Linked DNA regions of Sus scrofa: region 1 is linked to region 2. Evidence: chromatin contacts called from public HiChIP or PLAC-seq data. All regions are on one chromosome and are shown on one strand. The core of a region is the stretch at or near the end of the contact, and the rest is flanking DNA. Distances in the headings are between cores, read along the strand shown. Region 1 overlaps SLC22A4 (solute carrier family 22 member 4). Region 2 holds the start of PDLIM4 (PDZ and LIM domain 4).

Region 1 (3,207 bases), core at 553-3,052, 54 kb before region 2:
TTTTTTTGAGGGGTTTGGTGACACAAGGATACCACTTTCCAGAGGGTCCCAGAAAGGGGCTGAAGGCAGGAGACATCATGGTTCCTCCTATCACTCACTTGGTGGCCTAAGAGGCATCCCTATCTCTGGGTAAAAAGACCCTAAATTCAGTTCAACCCCAAGACAGGCAATGAATTGACAATCACCCTTTCTCCCTCCCAACATCCTTACCTGTCTGACAGCTGCCCGGACACAAAGGAGCCAACGAGCACACCTATGAAGAACAGGGAGGTGGTGAGGGGCGTCTTCCAATCATCCTCACACACCAGGCTCCACTGCCAAGGAAAAAACACGAAGCATGAGCCCAGCCCTCAACAGGTCCGGCCCCAGCCCAGCTCCGAGCCATAATAGCGTGGCAGCCAGGCAGGCTCTCCTCCCCTGTGCCAAGCTTTCACTTTTGAGCCAAGGGCACAGCCCTGGGGTTGACTCCTGACTCTACCATTTACTGGGGCAAGTCACTGTCCTGCCAGAGTCTCACTCTCCTTTTCTGAAAGGGAAGATGATGCCCTTGGCTTTGTTTACATTGCATCTCGAGAAGTCAGCTGAGGTATGACTCCTCAGCTGTGAAGGTCTATGAAACAAAGGTGTCATTTCTGCTTTAGAAGGCATCCCAGCTGGGGGGGAAGGTGTTTGCAATGCCTGCAGGGTGGGGCAGAGAGCATGGTCACTTCATCCACACATAGAAGTTTCTTCTACCTTGTTGAAAAATGCAAGTGGGCCTCAGGGGGCCTGCGATTATATTTTCTGAGCAGACTCCTCCAGTGAACTACCCTGTACTCCTTGGCCTACTTGCACCCTAGGCCATGCTTAGGGCCTGATCCAGGGCCCCAGTGTGCTAGGGGTGGGGATCCCACACCTCTCCAGTGGACCTTATCTCCGCTCTACACTCCTCCACCCTACTTCCCATGCAGCCCTCCTAGAATCTGGTCCCTCCCATTCCCCAGGGCCCATGGGCTATTGAAGCCCTAACAAGTCCTTGCTTTGGACCCATAAAATGAGAGTTTCAGTTCCCACCTCCTTTTTTTTTTTTTTTTTTTTTTTTTGTCTTTTTAGCACCTATGCATATGGAAGTTCCCAGGCTAGGGGTCCAATTGGAGCTGCAGCTGCCAGCCTACTCCATAGCGACAGCAATCCAGATCTGAGCCGCATTTGTGACCTGCACTGCAGCTCACACCAACACTGGTTCCTTTAACCCTCTGAGCAAGGCCAGGGATCGAACCACATCCTCAGGGTTACTAAGTCGGATTCTTAAGTCACTGAGCCACAACGGGAACTCCCCAGTTCCCAGCTCTTGGCTTAAGTCAATTCAGCAGAATCTCAAGGGGAGGGTACAAAAATTTCAAAGTGGGTTCAGTGAGCTTTCTTTAATTAAAAAATAAGTAGGTGTCAATAAGTATTTCAGGGCTGTGGGTCAGGGCATTGCTCTAATGATCCCATCTAGACGAAACCCCCCTGCCTCCCACCCAACCTCAGCCCCCTTGACAGTGGTGCTGCTCCCATGACATTCCCAAACCAATTTAGTTCTTAGTCCTCACAACTTGCCTGAATTAGATATAAAAATGAATTCATATATTTATGCCATGCCTTATTGTGCAGCAGAGAGAGGTGTTTATAAGGACACACATGAGAGAAACGTGTACAGCAAAAACTAAGGGAATTGAGGGAAGTGGAAATCACAGGGGAGGAGGGATTACAAAACAACTAAGCCAGGGTTAAGGCTGACCGCTGGCCGTCCTGCCCAAAGGCCTGTCTGCTTGCCAGGAAAGCCCTGAAATCTGCTTTGACTCTTCCAGCAGCTCGGCTCTCAGGATCACAGTGTCCAAAGTGATAAACTCATGGCAAAAAAGCTCCGTTTTTCTGAGTACTGAGAGCTGAGAGAAGTCTGTTCCATAGGCTTCCTTCCTCAAAGGAGCCGCTCTGTGATGTTGAGGCTAACGTCCTTGAGAACACCCCCATTCCAGAGACAATAACAAGATTCATGAGACTGCCTCTCCGGGTACCACAAGCAGGACGCCCAAGCACAGCTCTGCAGACGAAAAACAATGAGGGCCAGAACCTTGGCTCGCTAACCCTCAGGCACATCTGAGGATAAGTCCGAAATCACACTCAGAGTAGGGAAGCTTCCACTGGAGTCCCTGAACGACCTTCAGGGGAAAAGACACAAACCCTCCAAAACTGTATGGCCAGATTCATGTGCTCTGCCATGCCATGGGTCAGAAGGCATAGACAGGACATGTACCTGAATCAATGGCCACCCGCTTCCAAAAATCACTTGCCAAAGTGTCTGCCCCAACACAGAGAATAGTGATTGAGGTCCCAAAGCCTCCTGATGTGGAGTGTGCCCATTTTGCAGAAGACTAAACTGAGGCTTTGAGACTGGTGTTTGCCTGAAGTCATATCAAGTGAGTGGGCAAGTGAGATACCAACTGGGGCCTCAGAACGTGTACCTGTGTCCCGCTTTGGACAAGAACTCCCAAGGCCAGCTTATTATATACAACCCCCTACAATGTTTCAAGGACTGTGACACCAGAGCTAGGGGTAGAAGGCCTCCACCACAGCCTTTAGCCTTGGACAGAGCCAAGAAAAATCTCAAGTTTGGTTGGGGTATTAAAGTGTCCATTATCAACCATCACCACTCCATGTGAAGTCAAGCAGGAAAGTTCTTCCCAAGATAATGTGCTCTCCTTTGTGTTTTTTTTTTTTTTTTTTTTTTAAATGTTTCTCTGTTAGGACATTGCCTTAGGGGAGGATAGACAGGACTTAGAAACAGACAGGAAAGAGGAAGGCTGTCAGATGTGACTCTAGGCATCGTATGAGCAAAGATAATGAATAGGACCAGGTACATGCTTCGCAGGCCAAGCATACCTGAAAGACCCCTTGTTCAAAAACAAGAATTTCAAGATGGCAGTGGTGGAGCATTAAAATGAAGTATGGGGCCCTGTATGACTGTGGGGGCTGATGCCCACGAAGCCTGGTGTCTTTGGGGAATGGAGCGAGGAAAGGCATTCTGAATAGGGTACTTAGAAGGGTGAGGTGAGGGCAAGTTCCCCATCACTCTCCTACTGGAGGCCAAGCAGCCATGGTTCTAAGTCCCCTTTCCCTCCCTGAAGAGGGGTCCAAGAAGGCCTCTCAGGAGAAGGTGGCCATGTACACACAGCACCCATCTGC
Region 2 (3,274 bases), core at 513-3,012:
TCCCAGCCTGCCTGCCTGCCAGGGGCCTGCATCCCAATCAGCTCCAAACAAGGCCGCCGCCGCCGCCACTGCCTCTGTGACGTGTGGAGGCCTTTCCTCAGCAGGCAGGCAGCCGCGTGGGCAACAGATGTCTTTGCTCCCTGCCGCCTGCGGCCGTCAGCCGCCGCCACTGAGCCTGTCAGCGGCCTCACGCCCGGGGTGCCTGGCCTGCCGGCTGGCCTAACACCCCCACTAGCCTACCTCGGTGGACACACAGCATGACCCACACAGACACAGATGTGCTCTGTCTCTCTCTCTCTCACACACACGCACCCCAGCAGGGCTCCCTCAGGGAAATGGGAGATGAAAGGCTCCCAGATGTGTTGAAGGCCCACCTCGCTCAGCTCCAGGGACCTGCTGGCTGCGGGGCTGAGGGCAGATGTGTGAATCCTCCCAGGACAGCTGGGCCTGCCTGTCACCAGGGCCCCCAGAAATGAGATTCCATGATTCCATGCACCATCGGGTGCCCACCCCCTCCTAAGAACTGGAAAGCAGTCTCCGAAAGCCCAGCCACCTTGGCCCAGCCCCCAGGGCGAGAGGTGGCGGAAGGGCAGGGAAGGTGTTCTCTGTTCCCTGACACGGGGCCCCAAAGACCAGAGCAGCCCGTGTGCGGTCAAGGGATGGCTCCAGGTCCCCCTCCTCTCTTCCTTGCAGACTGGGAGTCCCCAGTGGCAGGCCTGAGTTCTCTCCTCTTCTGTCCCCTAGGCTGGGACCCCCAAGGACAGAGTCCAAGTCCCCTCTTCTAGCCCTTCAAATATGGGACCCCAAGGCTGGACCAGGATCCTGTCTTTCCCAGACTGGACACCCCTCTAACAGGGAGGGAGTCCTCTCCTCTGCTCCCCTGTCCTCCTCAGATTAGCCACCGCCCACCGCTATACCTCCTCCTCTTCCTCTGTCCTAAGTCTGCCACCGAGCGTCGTGGAACCTTGAACTGGGCTGAGCTTATCCTGGCCCCTGGCCTTGGGTGTCTGGTGTGTGGGGTGGGTGGTCTCCCAACTGCACAATCAAGGCTCTCCTTCCCCTGGAAGCCAAAAATCCCTCCTGGTGGTTTCCCCTTAGGACAACTGAGGTCACGGATTAGAGACTGACTAAAACCAGAGCAGGAGAGTGGATGGATCTTTCTTTCTTCCGTTTCAGAGAGGACCCCAGACCCTCTGGGATCACCCAACTTTGCTGACAGGGATCCTTGACAGGGGAAGGGGTCTCTCAGTCATTCTGGCCCAGATTGTCAGGCTGGGTTCAGTCTAAGCAGCACTTCTAGGCCTGTGTGGATCTGTCCAGACCCCTGCCCCGTGACTGCGGTCCTTTCCTGGCCTGAAGTTAGTCCCCCCAAAATGAGGCCAGCAGGCAGGCTGGTGAGGGAACCCTTGGGGGGATCCTCCAAGCGATAGGGCAGGCAGGCCCAGCAGGAGGGGGAGGGGGTTGGGGCTGCGCTGCCCAGCCGAGAAGCCTCCTCTTGCAGCCTGTGGGTTACCCAGGCCAACCCTTGGCCTTTGAGCCTCCGGGACGTCGGGGATCCGAGTCTCGGGTAGACTGCAAGGGCTGAGTGTAAGATCCAGGACCTCCCCGCCGCCCAGGGGTCGCTGGACTCACCCGCGAGATGGTGAGGGGTACGCTGAAGTCCCGGCCGCCCACCAGGCGGAAGCCCCAGGGCGAAGGGCCGCGCAGGGTCACGGAGTGGGGCATCGCGAGCCGGAGCTGCAGCCGGAGCTAGAGCCGGACACTGAGGAGCCGCCGCGGTTGCCGCCGCCGCCGCCGCCTGGACGCCGCGCCCCGCCCCCGGCCCGCCCGCCCCCGTACCCCCCTCCGCCCGGCCCCCGCCCCCGCTCCCCGCGCGCCCGGATTGGCCCTGCGGCCGACCCGACCCTCCCACTTCGGGGGGCTCTGAGGACCCGCCCCTTAGCCCTGCACACCCACCAGATTTTCGGAGACCCCAGGTCTGGGGCGGCCCCGACGTTCGAAATCTTGCCCAGGCCTCCACTGTGCGGCCCCGCAGACCCGAGCCCGGCTGCGGAAGCTCAGGCCTGGCCTTTTGAAGCTGCTTCTACGGGGCGGCGCCCCAGCCCGGGAACGATGGGGGAGCAAGGGCAGCCCAGATGGGGGATGGGGCCGCGCCTTGCTCAGAAACCTCCTCAAGGCCCTGGCAGGCCAACCTGCGGCCCCACCCGTCGGTAGTGCGCAGAGACCTCCGAACAGCGAGCGCTGATGGGAATCCGGAGCAGGCCTGGGCCAGGGTCGCAGATCCAGGATGACAGAGGGTAGCGCCAAGTATCGGAGTGGGAACACAAATGTACCCAGGCTCATTTGGGGAGGTCAGGAAGGCTGTCTGAACGAGGTCGTGACCCCAGACTTGAATTTAGAAGCAAAATGCCCTGTCTTATCTTTCCAGGTGTCACTGCTTCCCCAGGACACTCATTCCTTCTCCCGCTGCCCCCTCCTTCCAAGCCTTCTCCCTGTGTGCATGGTCCCCTTCCCTCCTCCTTTGCGGGGAGCTTTGTTTCCCCTGCTACCTGAAAGAGGAGCAGCGAGGGTAGCTGGCGTGGTGGCTTTGCCACGTTGGAGGGTGTGAAGTGTCTGGGGGAAGTGGGGTCTTGGACAGCCCTTCACTTGGGCCCTCTCTAGTCTTCTCTCTGCTCTCAACCATTGCCCTCCAGGGATCTCCTTGAACAACCATTGCAGGTGACATGGCTTGGCCAGGGCCACACCTATCACTCTCTGGCTCTCCTGGACACGTGGGTCTGGCTACACATCAAAGCATCGCTCTTTGCTGTTACAGACTTTGAGGACACCCCTAATTTAACCAGTTTTGACAACCCTGTGTGCCTTCTTGTCCAAGTTCTGTTAAGGAGCCTTGGGAGGCTAACAGGTTATGGGGTTAGATGTGTCTGTGGGATCTGTAATACCTCAAGAAGGAGGGCGCTTCAGAGGCACGAACTTGGGGTGGTCCGCAGAAGCAGGTGTACCCTTCAGAGTGGACCAGGAATGCCTCTCTGGGAGAGAGGGTGCTGCTGTCTGTTCTGCTGGCAGAGAAACACAAGCGGTGTGTGTGTGGGAGGGTGTGTACGTGAGGGGATGTGTGTATCCAGGGGATGTCAGCCACTGGGCTTTCAATTCGGGAGGGAGGTTTCTGCTCAGCTCCGTCCAGTCTTGGACCCAACATGGACCAAAGGGAAAGGCTGGCAAAAGAGTTGGCCGCTGGATGGTCCCTCAGGAACCCTTAGGACGGAGGCTCCCC

What was found. HiChIP or PLAC-seq counts read pairs in DNA pulled down with a chosen protein or histone mark.
Region 1: an H3K27ac HiChIP or PLAC-seq map of skeletal muscle shows a contact between it and region 2. The contact joins the enhancer-like site here to the promoter of PDLIM4 in region 2. A contact is called at or near these places in 2 of 5 promoter capture datasets (fetal liver and liver), 27 of 47 Hi-C or Micro-C datasets (adipocytes, adipose tissue, alveolar macrophages and 17 more) and 2 of 2 datasets of contacts at active chromatin or transcription factors (alveolar macrophages and skeletal muscle).

The regions. Positions count from the first base shown.
Region 1 is chr2:134,608,671-134,611,877 of Sscrofa11.1, reverse strand. SLC22A4 (solute carrier family 22 member 4) reads right to left here. Exons shown (of 10, transcript NM_001145752.1): 2 at 211-314. Among named protein-coding and RNA genes, the nearest start is that of SLC22A4, 14 kb to the right of the region's middle. Within about 2 kb of position 1,802, at least 15 of the 83 cell types and tissues checked have an H3K27ac peak or open chromatin away from gene starts, as enhancers often do. A contact at or near this core is called in adipose tissue, fetal liver, mesenteric adipose tissue and 3 more, where this site is marked.
Region 2 is chr2:134,554,451-134,557,724 of Sscrofa11.1, reverse strand. It overlaps PDLIM4 (PDZ and LIM domain 4), which reads right to left and starts at 1,762. Exons shown (of 7, transcript NM_001285969.1): 1 at 1,633-1,762. The coding sequence starts at 1,725. All of the region lies in intron 3 of P4HA2 (prolyl 4-hydroxylase subunit alpha-2), which reads left to right.